Linked DNA regions of Anser cygnoides: region 2 is linked to region 1. The links are chromatin contacts, called in public Hi-C maps. All regions are on one chromosome and are shown on one strand. The core of a region is the stretch at or near the end of the contact, and the rest is flanking DNA. Distances in the headings are between cores, read along the strand shown. Region 1 overlaps PLEKHG4 (pleckstrin homology and RhoGEF domain containing G4). Region 2 holds the start of PLEKHG4 (pleckstrin homology and RhoGEF domain containing G4).

What was found. A called contact is a pair of places that touch in the nucleus more often than the background predicts.
Region 2: a contact with region 1 is called in a Hi-C map of fetal liver, with 1.7 times the contacts expected there. The contact joins the promoter of PLEKHG4 here to the enhancer-like site in region 1. A contact is called at or near these places in 2 of 7 Hi-C or Micro-C datasets (fetal liver and liver).

Annotation. Positions count from the first base shown.
Region 1 is chr12:12,662,730-12,669,767 of Taihu_goose_T2T_genome, forward strand. The region is part of intron 13 of PLEKHG4 (pleckstrin homology and RhoGEF domain containing G4); the gene reads right to left. Among named protein-coding and RNA genes, the nearest start is that of LRRC36, 37 kb to the left of the region's middle. Within about 2 kb of position 4,427, at least 1 of the 3 cell types and tissues checked has open chromatin away from gene starts, as enhancers often do. A contact at or near this core is called in fetal liver, where this site is marked.
Region 2 is chr12:12,742,035-12,748,371 of Taihu_goose_T2T_genome, forward strand. It overlaps PLEKHG4 (pleckstrin homology and RhoGEF domain containing G4), which reads right to left and starts at 2,138. Exons shown (of 20, transcript XM_067004468.1): 1 at 1,965-2,138. The coding sequence starts at 2,030.

The DNA.
Region 1 (7,038 bases), core at 3,177-5,676:
CTCTGTGCCGGCAACGAAGGCGTCAGCCTCGGAGCTTTTCCCACCTGACAGCCAGAGCTGGGCATCCAACAGCTCCGACAGCCTTCGCTCCGAGAGCTTAAAGCACGTACTGGCATGCAGAAGAGGGCCGTGGACGTCAGGAACAGAACACCCACGTGTTACACAGATGTGGAGCAGTTGCTGCATCCCCATCGGGACATCGGTGGGGAAACGGCCGGGTGCTAGGCTGCCCCGTGCTGCTGACACAGGTAGGCAGGGCCGGGTGTACGGGACGCAGACGTGAGGAAAGCTGAATGCCAGCGTGCAGGAGGCCACCCACAGGCCGAGGAGTCACTCCAGGGGCAGATGCCACAGCCGCGGGAGCTGCCACAGCCGTCCCCGTTGCTCTTTTGAGCTGCAGCTGCGTGCTCTGTGTGCAGCCAGCCCCATTACTCATGCAGAGCAAGGAGCTGCTTCATTAGGGCCAGCAGCTGCTGGGGGAAAACGCTCCTTAAACAGCCCCACGCAGCCGCGGCACGGGGCCGGCAGAGGCAGCAGCCCCGGCACAGGGACAGCCCGGCCCTGCCGCTCTCTCGGCCCAGGCTTTATGCTTGAAAGTGCCCACTGCTGGGGGAGAGAGGGGCTCGCAGCTGGCAGAGGCGATGCCAGAGCCCGCTGAGCCTGCCCTTACCAGGCTCTTTAATTCCCTGGCGGCACTGCACACCGAGGTGAGGTGAAACCCTGAGCGCTGGGGGGCCCGGCAGACCTGCGCAGCAGCGACAGATGGCCCGGTTTGCTGGGGTTTTGTGCTGCTCCTTCCATTTCTCCACAAACCAGCCCCCCAGGCAGGGGCTGGCGGGCAGCCCGGGCTGAGGGCTCATCACAGCTCTCCGGTCCTGCCAGCCAAGGGGTGATGATCCCAACCAAAGGCTGTACACAGGCTCTGTTTTGCTCAGGGATGGGAAAAGCTGAGCTCAAAAGGCACACGGGGCTCTGAAAGAGGGTGCTGAGGACGCGCTGTGCAGGAGAGGCACGGCAAGGAGGCCAGCCTGGCTCTTTTTCAGCAGCCATGGGGAGGGCAGCCGCCCTGCGAAGGGCTTCCCCGAGGCTGAGGAACTCGTTTCCATCCACAAACGGGAGAGAGGGAAAAGCAGAGGCTTCTGCAGCGATTCCTAGAAATAACAGACCTGTCTGTGGCCTCGGCGAGGAGGAACCAGGGCTGCAACCCACACAGGGAGGCAGCCCCGCCACCTCATCTTCATATGGTATCTGTCTGTTCTTGGCAAGGACTCCACGGCAGCGCAGAAATTACTCTAAATCTCGGCATTTCTTCCATCCCCAGTGCCTGTCACAGGCTAGTGAATAGCTCAGCTTTGTTCCCTGCACAATGGGAGCGGCCCTCCACACCCCGCAGCTTGCTTGGTAACATGCTAAGTGGCCACCAAGGTTTTCCCAGCCACATCATCCGCTCCAACTGCCCCTTTTAGCACACGAAATGGCAGCCCCCCTCCATGCAGTGAGTCCGCCCCGGCACGCAGGAGGAAACAACGCCACGCAGGCGAGGGCATCGCCGTCGGCTCCGTCCCGGGGAGGCTGCGAGGCACGCGAGATGTGGGCACTGGGGCGCAGGCAGGGCTTCTCTGCCAAGCTGCGAGAGCCTCTCGTGTATAAAAGGAGGCGGACGGGTGCAGGGAGGCCGAATGCTCCCACCAACGCCTGCAACCAGGCAGGAAGGAGCCTGCACCTCGGCTTTTGATCTTGACTCTCCAGACAAGTCGTTACCAACTCTCGAAATTACGGATTAAAGACAAACGTGCTTCCTGCGCGCAGAGGGCTGACCCGCGCAGCAGCAGCGCGAGGAGCCAGCAGCAGGTTGGTCCCGCCAGGCTCCGGGGGAGGCCGGGGCTCCTGGGGACCTGCTGTGCCCCAGGGAAGAGCCCGGGACGCCGCTGACTGCCCTCAGCCCATCGCCCTGGGCTTGCCCCCGCTCCTCTCACCACGGCGAGGCTCGCAGCGCATCGAGGACGGAGGCTGCTGGAGTCTGTCTCTGGCACCAGACGCACCGCCTGCACGCACAGGCCACGGGAAGGGGCTTGGCTCTGCCGCCAGCGCTGCGTGGGGAGCCTTCCTGTGGGTCCTGCACCCATTCGGGTATCACACCTCACCAACCCAACCTACCACTCACCCACCAGATTCCTCCCGGTCTCAAGGTCCAGCGATCTCTCAGATGCTTAATGAGGAGCCAGGAGAAAACCCCCCCGCACCTCCACACGCCACAAGGGGCTACCTCTGTCTAAACCTCTTTCACCTCTTCCCGTGGGGAGATAATTATTGCAACAGGAGTTTTTTTCTTGTCACAATGGCAACTGGGTGTCTGAGCAGGCAGAGGTAGGCGGAGCAGGCTGATCACAAACTCTCTAACTTTCTGCAGAAGAAAAATGCTCCTAGGGAGGTTTCCTTCCACACCGAAGCGACTGCACAAGGGAGCTGAGATAGGGGCGGTAAGAAGCTCAAACCCAACCTGATGGGAGCAACGAGACAGGAATCCAAGAGCAGCTTTGGGTACGGCAGCTGAAGCTGCCCTAAGAGCCAAGCCACAAGAGGGGCCAAGTCCCCCGTGCTGTGCCTGCCCCCTGCTCCCGGGCTTTGACACCACCTTCACCCAGAGGGAGGGGAGGCATCCAGCAGCCGGGAACGTTGCTGCAAACGGTGAAAAAGCACCCAACGCCATCAGAAGAGCCCTGATACACCTTGCGTGCAGCTCCTGTGCACAAGGTGTGCTCTGCTCAGCCGTTAGCAGCACGTAGCTCATCACAGGCCTCTGCCCAGCACCCCACACTTCAGCACCCGTCTCACCCTCACTGCCTTTCAGCCCAAGCGCTGTTAACCTCTGCTGGGAGCTTGGAGATCCACGTGAGGTCGGTTTGCAGCACAGAGAACAGAACCGGTGCAGCCAGAGAAGGTCAAAGCACTGCGAGTACTGCTGTGAACTGAGCCAAGTGCTCACCAGCATCTACTCGGTGCCACGCGGGCAGAGCCCTGCTCCACCGGGGTCTGGGCACCAGCGGAAAGAGCGACGGCACTTAGCAGAGCACAAGTCCAGGGTAAATGCTGCTCTCCTGCATGAAAATGCCTCTCCCAGGTGTGCTCTTCTCACTGCATGTGCTCGCTGGGGCCTAAAGCCTCTAGAACCCACGACTGTCTGGGGCTTTGAGAACTGCCCCAGCTCACAGCACCCGTGTCCCCTGTCACAGGTTGCTGTGTGCACAGCACAAGCAGGGACTCGTGGCTGCAGACTGCCTTTACGCTGACAGTCCAGAAGAAGCAATTCACTACTTTACAATGAAATATATTGAAAGCATCGTTATCCGGACTGAAACCTTCCTGGCACGAGAGCTGTCAGCCTGCAGACAACGACGAGCCTGCTTCCCTGCTGACCGGGGACCAGGCAGGTAGAGCAGGAAGCCCTCGGCTCCGCGCTCGCTCAGACCCACCCGCGCTTTCCTCAGCCTCCCACCCACTGACACCAACGGTGCCCACGAAGGAAGGGGCAGGGGGAGGGCAAGCCTTCAGTGCCCGCAGACGGCAAGCTGGTTAATCACCTACAAACATCCCCCGTCCTACCTTGCTGTTGGTACAGAGGGGGTCCATGTCCCGGCCGAGCGCGGCTCTCTGCTGTACATCACCATCCCCGAGGGCCGGACTGAGGCAGGGCCACCTCGCCAGCCCGCCGGCTGGGCTCCGGCTATTCACAAGCAAATGCTGCTAGCCTGAATACCAGGTTGAGGAGCCCTGGAAACCGGAGAGCAGGCGGGGGGGGGAAGGGGCCGCGCTTCACACGAGAACCACTGAAGTGTGCGGAGAGCAGCCCGCCTGGGCGCAGGCCAGATCCCCTTTCTTTCATAGCGCAGAAACGGAGAGAAAACACACCTACCGACCCCAAGCTCGAGCAAAACTCAAAGCAAGCTGCCACCCGACACACAAGAGCTTTGGAGAAGCAGGACGGTCCCTTCTGAAGATGCAGCAAAGCTTTTCCCGTGCCTCAAAGCCGAAGCCCCGCTCGCTTCCAGCAAGATCTGCGGCTCCACCAGCGGGCAGCAGCGCTGGGGCGCACCAGGAGCGCAAGCATTCACCAAAGCCACCAGCTACACGCAGTCTGTGCTGAGGTTCGCTGTTCCCTGCTCCCCACCCTGTCACATTTGACTATTCCGAACTGCATGTGAAGCCTTCTCTGGGATTCATTAGCAGCAGAAAGCAGCCTAATGAAAACCATGTCCTACACGGGACGTAGCTGTAGAAGCTCAGCTCGAAGCACTGAGGAAAGGACTCACCCTCTTGAAATACAAAGCGCAACAATTCCGGAGTTGCTGTGTGGCTCACATTGCCTCCCCTCCTCTCTCCAAGGGAGGAGAGACCACTGAAATCACCAGTTTGCCTAAAGCCAGCTAAGAAAAACAAACTTTCAATCCTGTATTTGCATTGCTGCCTGTTACCAAGTGGCTGGCGCTGTACAAACACTGCAGGAGGGCAAAGGATGAGAGACGAGCGCAGACCATAAATCCTTCGGGTTTAAGGATAAGAAGGGAGGATAAGTAGGTGCACCTACAAGAGGAACAAGACATCAGGGAAGGGGCAACGGTCAGTGGGAAACACGGTGGGGCCTGGCTGCACAGACCTCGTGGGGACCCAGGCAGCCTCCGCAGCACCACGAGTGGCGTGCGATTGATGCGGCAGGCAGGGTGTGCTCATGAGAGCGACACGCTTGGAAATACTTCTGCACTCCAGGTGAACGTGAGCGGAGCTCAACAACCCCTTCCTTCCCCCTTTGGGCGGCGAGGCTCGACACGTCCGGTAGAGTCTAAATTACAGGAGAACATAATTGGGTCAAATGGCACTGCGCACGATTCCTGCCCTCCCAATGGCAACACGATGACCCAAAGGGCAATTGCGGCTCGCTGCGCTGGAGCTGGCGTGCGGGACGCGTGCTTGCCCTTCTTTTAATTGCTGCGACTGCCAAGCAACACCTAGGGTAGCTTCATTAAGAGCGGGCTGACTCAACTAATGAATCACACCAAGCCACGGTAATCCCTGCTTCGTTGGATTCAGAGCTTCCACAGAGCAACCTGTGCCAGACACACACGAACGTGTGTATATACATATATATATACACGTATTTACATGTGTACGTACAGAACAACTCCCTGGGAAGCTGGGCAGCGAGTGTCTGGGACTCGCCCTCTACAGCTGCTCTGCAGCTGCAGAAAGCCTCCCAGCAGCAGACGATGTGCAGTTTTCCTCAGTCTTTGTGTTTTGCTCCGTGGTCGGTCATGTCTTTGAACACTTGGGTAGATTCTGCACTGATTTTTTTTTTCTTTCTTTTGTCCCACCAAGGGGATTTTCTCAACATTTAAAAACTCCTAAGCCCAGAGGACTGGGGACCAAGTTTGCTCCCAGCAAAATCAGCAACTTCAACGTTTGTGTTTGCTGCAAACCAGCCTCTTCGTGTTTGAAGTGCTGCCCATCTTTTCATGAGCTTTGTGCCTCACTGCAAAGCTTTTCTGTCAGTGAAACTCCGCTTCCGATCCCTTCTGATGAGAACAAGAGCAGATGCTGTTTCACTGCCTTGGTGAGGACCATCCTCCCTCCTTCCCAGTTACTTCCTCCAGTTCCCCCAGTACGCACCAGCCAACCCTCACCTCAGAGGCTGCCACAGCACAGCTGACATTATCAGCTCAGGAGGGTGCAAACACGACAGCGTGTGACATCCAACAATTAAGGAAATCCCTTCATTAATAAACAAGCTGCTGCTCGAAGTGGCCAGAAGTCTGGCAGGTCTTCCAGATGCACTGAGCGTGGCCTCCACTACTACAGGCGTGAGAGGCAGCACTCACCAGATCCGTGCTGTAGCAAAGGGAGCTGGTAAAACAGACTTGCTGAAGTCTGCTTGGGCCACTGCCCTTCTCTCCCTGCTGCCTCTGACAGCGGGGATCTGGTGGCCGGTCCTCCATTCGGCTGCCACAGTCACCGCAGTCATGAAACCACCCCGAGGCTGACTTGACCCAAGTCACACACGCTGAGATTTTACTGATGGCTGAGGAACCAGAGGCATGAACAAGCAATCCTGGGTACCTGTGTGACCGCTGCCTAGAGGAGGGGGGAGGAGAAGAGCAACATTTTCACGCCTTTTGGTGAAGGGGAGCACTCCCCTCTTTGGTCAGAGCCGGCAGCCTCTCGTTGCCAGTCGGTTCCAGCCCAGGCCACGTCGAGGTCTGTGAGTCACTGAAGCCGGCGCCTTGCACCCAGCAGCAAATCGCCCTCTGTTCAGACTGGTGTCACCTCCAGAGGTTTTGCATGTGTCGCCCTTACACCTCTCCCAGGAGCCCCATCGCTACGCTGCACAAATACCCCTCGGTAATAGCACACCGCGGGCCAGCGAAGGCAGACGGGGCTGTGCTAGGTGTCTGCCCTCGGCTCCCCATTAATGACACCCTCCGCGCTCAGCTGGGGATTGCAAAACCTCCAGCGTGCCCTCGGGCCCGGACAGGGGCGCGTTGATGCTTTCTCTGTAGTCTTCAATTCCCGTCCTCCTCTCTGCTGTGACAAGCTGAGCCGAACTCTGCGTCATCCTTGGGCGATGTGCTGGGATCTGCCTGCACGGCCGGAGGGAGGGCAGCCTGCCCGAGCTGCACCGCCGCCTCTCCCAGCCCCACAGCAGCCCGTAGGGGACCGCAGGAGGGAGGCCAGCCACCCGTGTGCTGCTGGCCCACGGGATGGCTCCTGCGCTGTGGCCGAGCAGGGGGGAAGGCTCTTCCCCCCCTCTCTGAGGGCAGTTTTGCCTTGGGAGGTGTGGAGCTGAAACTGAACCCCGATACTCAGCACAGCTGTTGGGCCTCCCTTCCTCTGGGCGACTGACGAGGCAGGAGATAGGCCCCCGGTTTAAGAGCACACGAAGAGGCACCGAAAGGATCCGAGCCCCCCTGGAGCAGCCAAAGGAGCTGGGTCAGAGGCAGCGGGTGCTCCGGAGAGCCCTGTCCATATGGCCCGGGCTTTGATATGCAG
Region 2 (6,337 bases), core at 888-3,387, 77 kb after region 1:
CCTCAAAACCTCTCTGCAGGAGCATGAAGGCACACCTAGATGACACACAGCACCTTCCCCAGACAAGCCAGTTGCACTCAGGAGATGTGGAGCTGATCTAATGCCTGCCCCAGGCATCCCCAAGTGCCTGGGGTCTGCACACAGCCCAGCGCGAGCGTCAGTCACTGCCAGAGCCCAGAGGGTGGAACAGTTCAGCTGGAAGGGACCTGCAAGTCGAGTCCAACATCCTGACTGCTTCAGGGCTAACCAAAGGGAAAACATTACTGAGGGCATTGTCCAAACGTCTCTTGAACACTGACAGGCATGGGGCAGCAATCGTCTCGCTAGGAAGCCTCCGCCAGTGTTTGATCACCCTCATGGTAAAGACCACCATCACCAAGTCCTCACCCAACACACTTATCATACGGCTAAGACGGTTGTTTCATGTTGAGCAGCTCTGGGCTTCTTTAACTTTCTCTTTAGGCTCTGCAAAAGTGCACCCACCTCCTGCTACGGACATACAGCTGGGCATGCCTCAGACAGGAGCTGCTCCTGCTGCAGGATGCTCACGCAGAGCAGGATTGCTTCAGCCACATTTGAAGGTGTAAGCCTTGCAAGGTGACCATGCTGCATGCTTCTCTGGAGTTAACACCTCTACAGCTCCAAGCCTGTCCCTGTGGCTCTGCACCTGAGACCCCAGAGAACCCTGCATCCAGCTCTCTCCTAACCCAGCAGGTTTCTCCTCTTGCTGATTCCGCAGCCCAAGAGTATGCCAAATCCCACTGGTTGGGGCAGGGCACTGACCCTGGAACCTGCTGGATTCGGTGAGGATGAGGCATCCTCCAGAGACTTTTCCTAGCATAGAAGTCATGAGCACACCCAATGCAGGTAGGTGCAGGGCTTAGGAGCAGCTGACCTGAGAAGACCCCAGCCCCCCTGGTGGCCTGGAACGGGACACAAAACCTCTGTGCACCCAGACCCAGCTAGGAGAGCTGAAATCCTGGAAGAACTGCTTGTTTGTCTCCACAGAGCTGGGGTACTGCCTCCCTTTCCTGAGGACAAAATGCTTAGAAGTCCAGCTGTGGCTTCTGGATGGCTGCTTCAAAACTCACCACCATCTCTGGTTAGATAAGGGCAGACTGGCTGTCTCTGAAGAGCAGCCTAAAACTGATCCATCTCTCTCCAGATGCCACGTACTTAATGGCATGAAACAGTCATCTGTTTACCTCCCCGTGCTAACCAACCCTGCTGGCAGTGGTGCTGCATGCTGTTTAATCGCAACAGCACATGTTTACTGTACTCTGAGACAACATGCTCATCTCCAAGCTAGACGTGCCCATGGGCACCTCCACCCTTCCTGCTCCAACCTGGCTGCCACCTCGAGCCCCTGCCCCACAGACGTGGATCACGGGGTCTCACAGCTTCTTTAAACCCCGTCACAGGTGCCAGGGCCTGATCCTCTTTCCAGGTCTGCCTAACAGGGTGAGGGTTGGAAGGATGGCCCCAGCATGACTCCGTGCCATCAGAAGACCTGCCAGCTCATATCACTGCTCTGTGCCCAGCTCACATGAGCACCCAGCACCCAGATACCCACCTAGCCTCTGCCAGGAGAGGCAGATACAGTCCCCACAGAGGTGCTGAGCAACAACAGAAACACAGGCAAACACAGGACACGTTTCTAGGCAGGGCACCTGTCCCTTCTCATCCCAAAAGTGACCCAAATGCAACCATGCCTAGCTAGGAGGGAGGGCTTCTAACCACCAGGCTCCAGCAAGGAGGGACCCACCAACGAGCACTGCCCACCTTAGCTTGGGCACTCAGTGGGGCCAGCACCCAGGTCCTACCCACTACTCCAGCAGCACAGGACCACAGCACCTCCATCAGCCTGCTTGTGGAGCTCTGGCCCCAGGATTACCGTCCCTACAGGGAGAACACCCTGCCAAACCCCCAGCCAGCCCCTAGCCCCTCACAAACCCCACACTTACAGCCAACGCTTGCAGAGCAGCCTGCGCCCAGCAGATCCCAGCAGGTCCTGCAAACCATTCTCCCATGGCAGATCCTCTCTGGAGAGAAGGAAAGCTCTCACCTGCCCACAGTCTGCTCCGCCAGAGCAGGCAGGCAGAGAAGCAGCTGGGTTAGATCTGCACTCACCGGGGCAGAGCAACAGCCCCGAGGTGCAGCTCCAGCTGTGGGCATGTAATCAGCGCTTTACGGAGCCACATGGGCGTTCCCTGGGACCAGCTCTTATTTTGCCTGCACGCAGCTGGGCTGAGTGCTGCCCACTAAACTTGGGTGAGTTCCACTCTTGGTCCTCCAGGTGCTTCCCAAGTGTTTTGAACCCCACTGGTATTTCTAGCGGGGGAATGGCAGCCTGGTAAGACATGGCCTTCCTCTAGCCTTGCCAGTTGGTAGTGAAGGAGAAGAATCCTCTTCCTCCATCTCTGTCTCAACTGAGCAGCTCCACAAGGCTTCAGGCTGAATTTGAAGCCACTTAGCAGCAGGCAAACAGCAGGTTGGGGTCAGGGTCCTCTCCCCAGGGGAGATGGGAGCCACCTCTGCTGGCTGAAGCTCCAGAGCCGAGAAGGTGACGGGGAGCACCTTGTGGTCTCTGGGCACCACCTGCTTGACAGGGATAGGGCTGCTCTGGGATGCACGTAGCTGGCAAGTAGAGGAGCAAAGCTTGGGGAATGCCAGCGAAGGGAAAAAACACAACAAGGCAGGGACCCAGAGCAGGTGGGACGTGGGGCATGGGGGGTTCATGGAGGATATCGTGTGGTGGGTCCTACACCAGAGGCCCCTTATTCCCCACCTGTGTCTGAGGGAGAGGACCCTGCACTGGGAATGAGCAGGCATCAGGGCTAGAGAACACTACTGAATTAGTAAATAAACCTAGAGAGCATCACTCAATTGGTAAATAAGCCTTGAGACAAGTGAAGGGAGAGGACTCGTGTGTCTCCCTCCCCTCCTTGCCATCGGTCTCTCCCACTTTCCTCTCATTCACCCTTCTTCCACCAGTGCTGCCGTTCCCCAACGAGAACTCTGCTCCCACACCAAGGCAGGGCACGGCCAGCACCGGAGCAGGCACGGGAGGGGACCGGGAGGCACCAGCACCGACTGGGCAAAGCGAGCACCTCAAAGGACAGCCATCCCACACACCCTCCGCAACCCCCCGAGAGCCTGTAAAGCCACAGGGGCCTGGGCCAGGATGGCCCAATCCTCCCCTCACACTCCATACAGGATTCCATATAGATACACGTTTATTCCCCCCCCTAAAACTGCTCTCCCTGCAGAAGAACAGTTCCCCGCCCCCCCCCTCCTTCCACTCCCCCTCAGCGGCGCCGCCATCTTGTCCCCGGCTGCCCCCGGCGCGGGCGGGCCGGAGCCCCGGGCTCTCGAGGCGGGCGGCGGCCGGGGCCAGGCCGCGGTGCGGGGCGACACCTGCCGGCCGTGCCGGGGCCGGGGCGGGGACCCGGGCCCATTCCCTTCGGCCCCCGGCCTGGAGCACCCCGGGGAGCGCCGGCCCCTCTCCCGCCTCCCCCCCGCTGCACCCGGGCTGCATTGAGGCTGCCTATGCCTCCCTGCTGGCGCGCTGCGGCGGCGGCTCGCCCACAGGGCTGTGCACAGAGGCAGCCTGATTAGGCTGGTGGGTGTTAATTATAATCCCAATTAAATGGCCCAGACGGAGGCAGCCAAGCTGACCTAGGGCCTAGGGCTCCGTGCGGGGCAGTCTCTTGGAAAGCAGCGCAGCCAGGGGCCCATCTATAATTAAATGATGAACGGTAACTAGTCTATTAGCCGCTGACCTTGTGCGTGGCAGAGGAAGGTGCCTGTCCCTCCTGCCGGCACCTCGCGCGTGAGGTCTCTGCTTCCTTCTGCTGCAAGGCTTTGGTGCGAATAAACAGGCGGGTCGGTGGGGCAGGTCGGCCTGGGCGCTCTGCCCTCCACCCTGGCTCCTGGCCGGGATTTGGCACCCCGCAGGTCCCCCATTTCTGGCCAGGTACAGCAGTGGGAGTAGCGCCTCAGAGGGTTTCTGCCACGTGGGGGTTTGGGGCGGTTTAGTCACCTTTGGTAAAGTGGAGCTGGATTTGTAGACAAATCCAAGCTCAGTGAGGTAGCTGTTCGACTTTCTTTGCTCTTTATTGCACACTGTAATTTCCTGTTTGCTTCAAAAGCTATTTTTGCTAAGGAGAAAAAAAAAAAATCAAACATTTATAACAATCCTGTCTGTTCCTTAGCAGAAGAAAACAAAGATCAGAGCGAGCCTTTCAGAGGTCACCAGCTAATTCTGTTATTTAGCCAACATGCCTTCCTCAGACAATGCAACCCTCCTGCAGCAGGCCGGCTAATCTGCTTACTCAGCCGGTCCTTTCAGTCCAGGAAAACAAAAGCTCGTGTTCCTTGAGTGGTCAGCTCCCGGGAGCCAGCCCCCACATCACAGCATGCGAAAACATAGCGCATTCTGAGCCTGGATATTTGCTTTCTTCTTTTATCCCCACCTTTCTGGGGGTACCTTTCCAAAGCTTTTGCTAGCTTTCTCCGTAAGCAGGACCCACTGAAAATATCTACGTATGCATGCACGTATGCAGTAGGTGAGAAGGAATATCCTGACCCCGCGAGTTGTGGGGGTCCAAAAAGGCAGGCAGGACCACAAGTGTCCAGGAGAAATGCGGAGGGGGTGACCTCTGCACAGTGCTGTTTTGCCGGAGCATGCCTAGCGGAGGTTTTTCAGGGCACCGCGTGGGCAGCTCTGAGCCCTGTGCTCACCAGGCTGCCTGTGAGAGTTTCAGAGCAGCAAAACTGCCAGAGACCCACTCACAGCCAGGCATGCACAGCCCAGAAGCCAGCCCCCCTTCCAAGCTAGCCAGGGAGCAAAAGCAAAGCTCTAACAGGCTCTTTGCCTTCAACAGCGAGGGCTCCAGGGGGATGAAGCTCACTTACAGGCAGTGACAGCACAAACAGAGCAGACCTGTCTGCAGAACCATGTTTCTAACAGGATCCCACTGCAAGAGGAAGGGCACCCTGGCCTTCCCAAGCCCTTCTTCATGGCACATCTCCCAAGCCCTGCCCACAGGCTCGGGACTACCTGTGGGCTGCTGCCGCCTCCCCAGAGCATCCTCAGCTCCCTCCCTCTCCAGCTAACCCAATGCAGGTTTCATTTATTTACCTTCAGGGCAGCCTGGCTGTGTGGCACTGGATGCCAGGAGAAAGTGAGGTAAGAGGAGCCTTTGCGGCTTCTTCAGGGATCTTTGCCTTCTCTGCAGCTGTGAGGAATAGCTCTGTGGGGTAGATCACAACTGTAGGATCCTGGTTACTTGTGAAATCAAAGCCCCCACGTGTCGGCATCCATCCTGGCTGTTTTTCAAGAGTCCCCAGGAGCAGCAGCCTGGCCACGCAGTCCTCCCAGGCAGGGAGTCCCCCAGTCCTGTCTGTTCCTCCAGGCAAAAGCAGAGAAATCTGAACCACGAAGAAGGGTGTGGATCACCCCACCCAGCTCCTGCTGGCTTGAAGATCCCACTGATCTCGCCTGTCCTCAGCCTGTCCACACTGCAGCTCGCTCCCCCACAGACCTGGGATGCGGGCACAGCTTCCTGGCCAGCCCAGCGGGTGACAGAGCCACTTGAGAGGGAAGCTTGCTGCCCGCAGACGGCAAAGAGACACGGGCGAGCCGAGGAGCTGGCCCGACACGCGCCGGAGGGGTGCAGCGCGAAGCACAAAGGCAGCAGCTCTCCCGTCCTGGCCGCTCTGCCCTGGAACGCAGCATGGGAACCACTGCCCAGCACAAATCTGTTCCTCATTATCCTCCCTGGCTGCTGACTGATGCCGGCTCAGTCACCAACAACGCGCCTTGCGGCCCCGGATGGCTCATGTCCATCAGCTGAGAGACTGCACGGGGCAGACTGGGGCCGGGACTCACATCCACCCCTCTGGAGGTAATTCAGGAGTGACAATGAAGAGTTGCCTTCAACAGGCTTCCAGGAATGTCAGAGAGCAGGGATGGCTGCAGGGGAAAGGGGATGCCATGGTGGCACTCGAGCAGCAGGATGCCCTGGGCCTCATCACTGATAGTGCTGGTGGCCGCCGGGTGGTGGTGAGTTGCCACGGTGCTGTCCCCCTTCGGGTCATCCCCAGGTTTGGGCGCCGGGAGCTTGGTAGATCTACACGGTGAGAGATCTGACACTGAAGCCTGTCTGGTGTAGGTCCTTGGGTGGACATGGGAAGCTCAAAAGGACTGGGATGAGCTCCTCATGGAGGGGTAGCTTCTCCTTCACACCCTTTTCCCCTCCTAAACTGGCCTCCAAGCAGCGAGGATCTGCAGGGTCATGCTGGACCTGCTGCTTGGCCTGAAGAGCAGATGGTG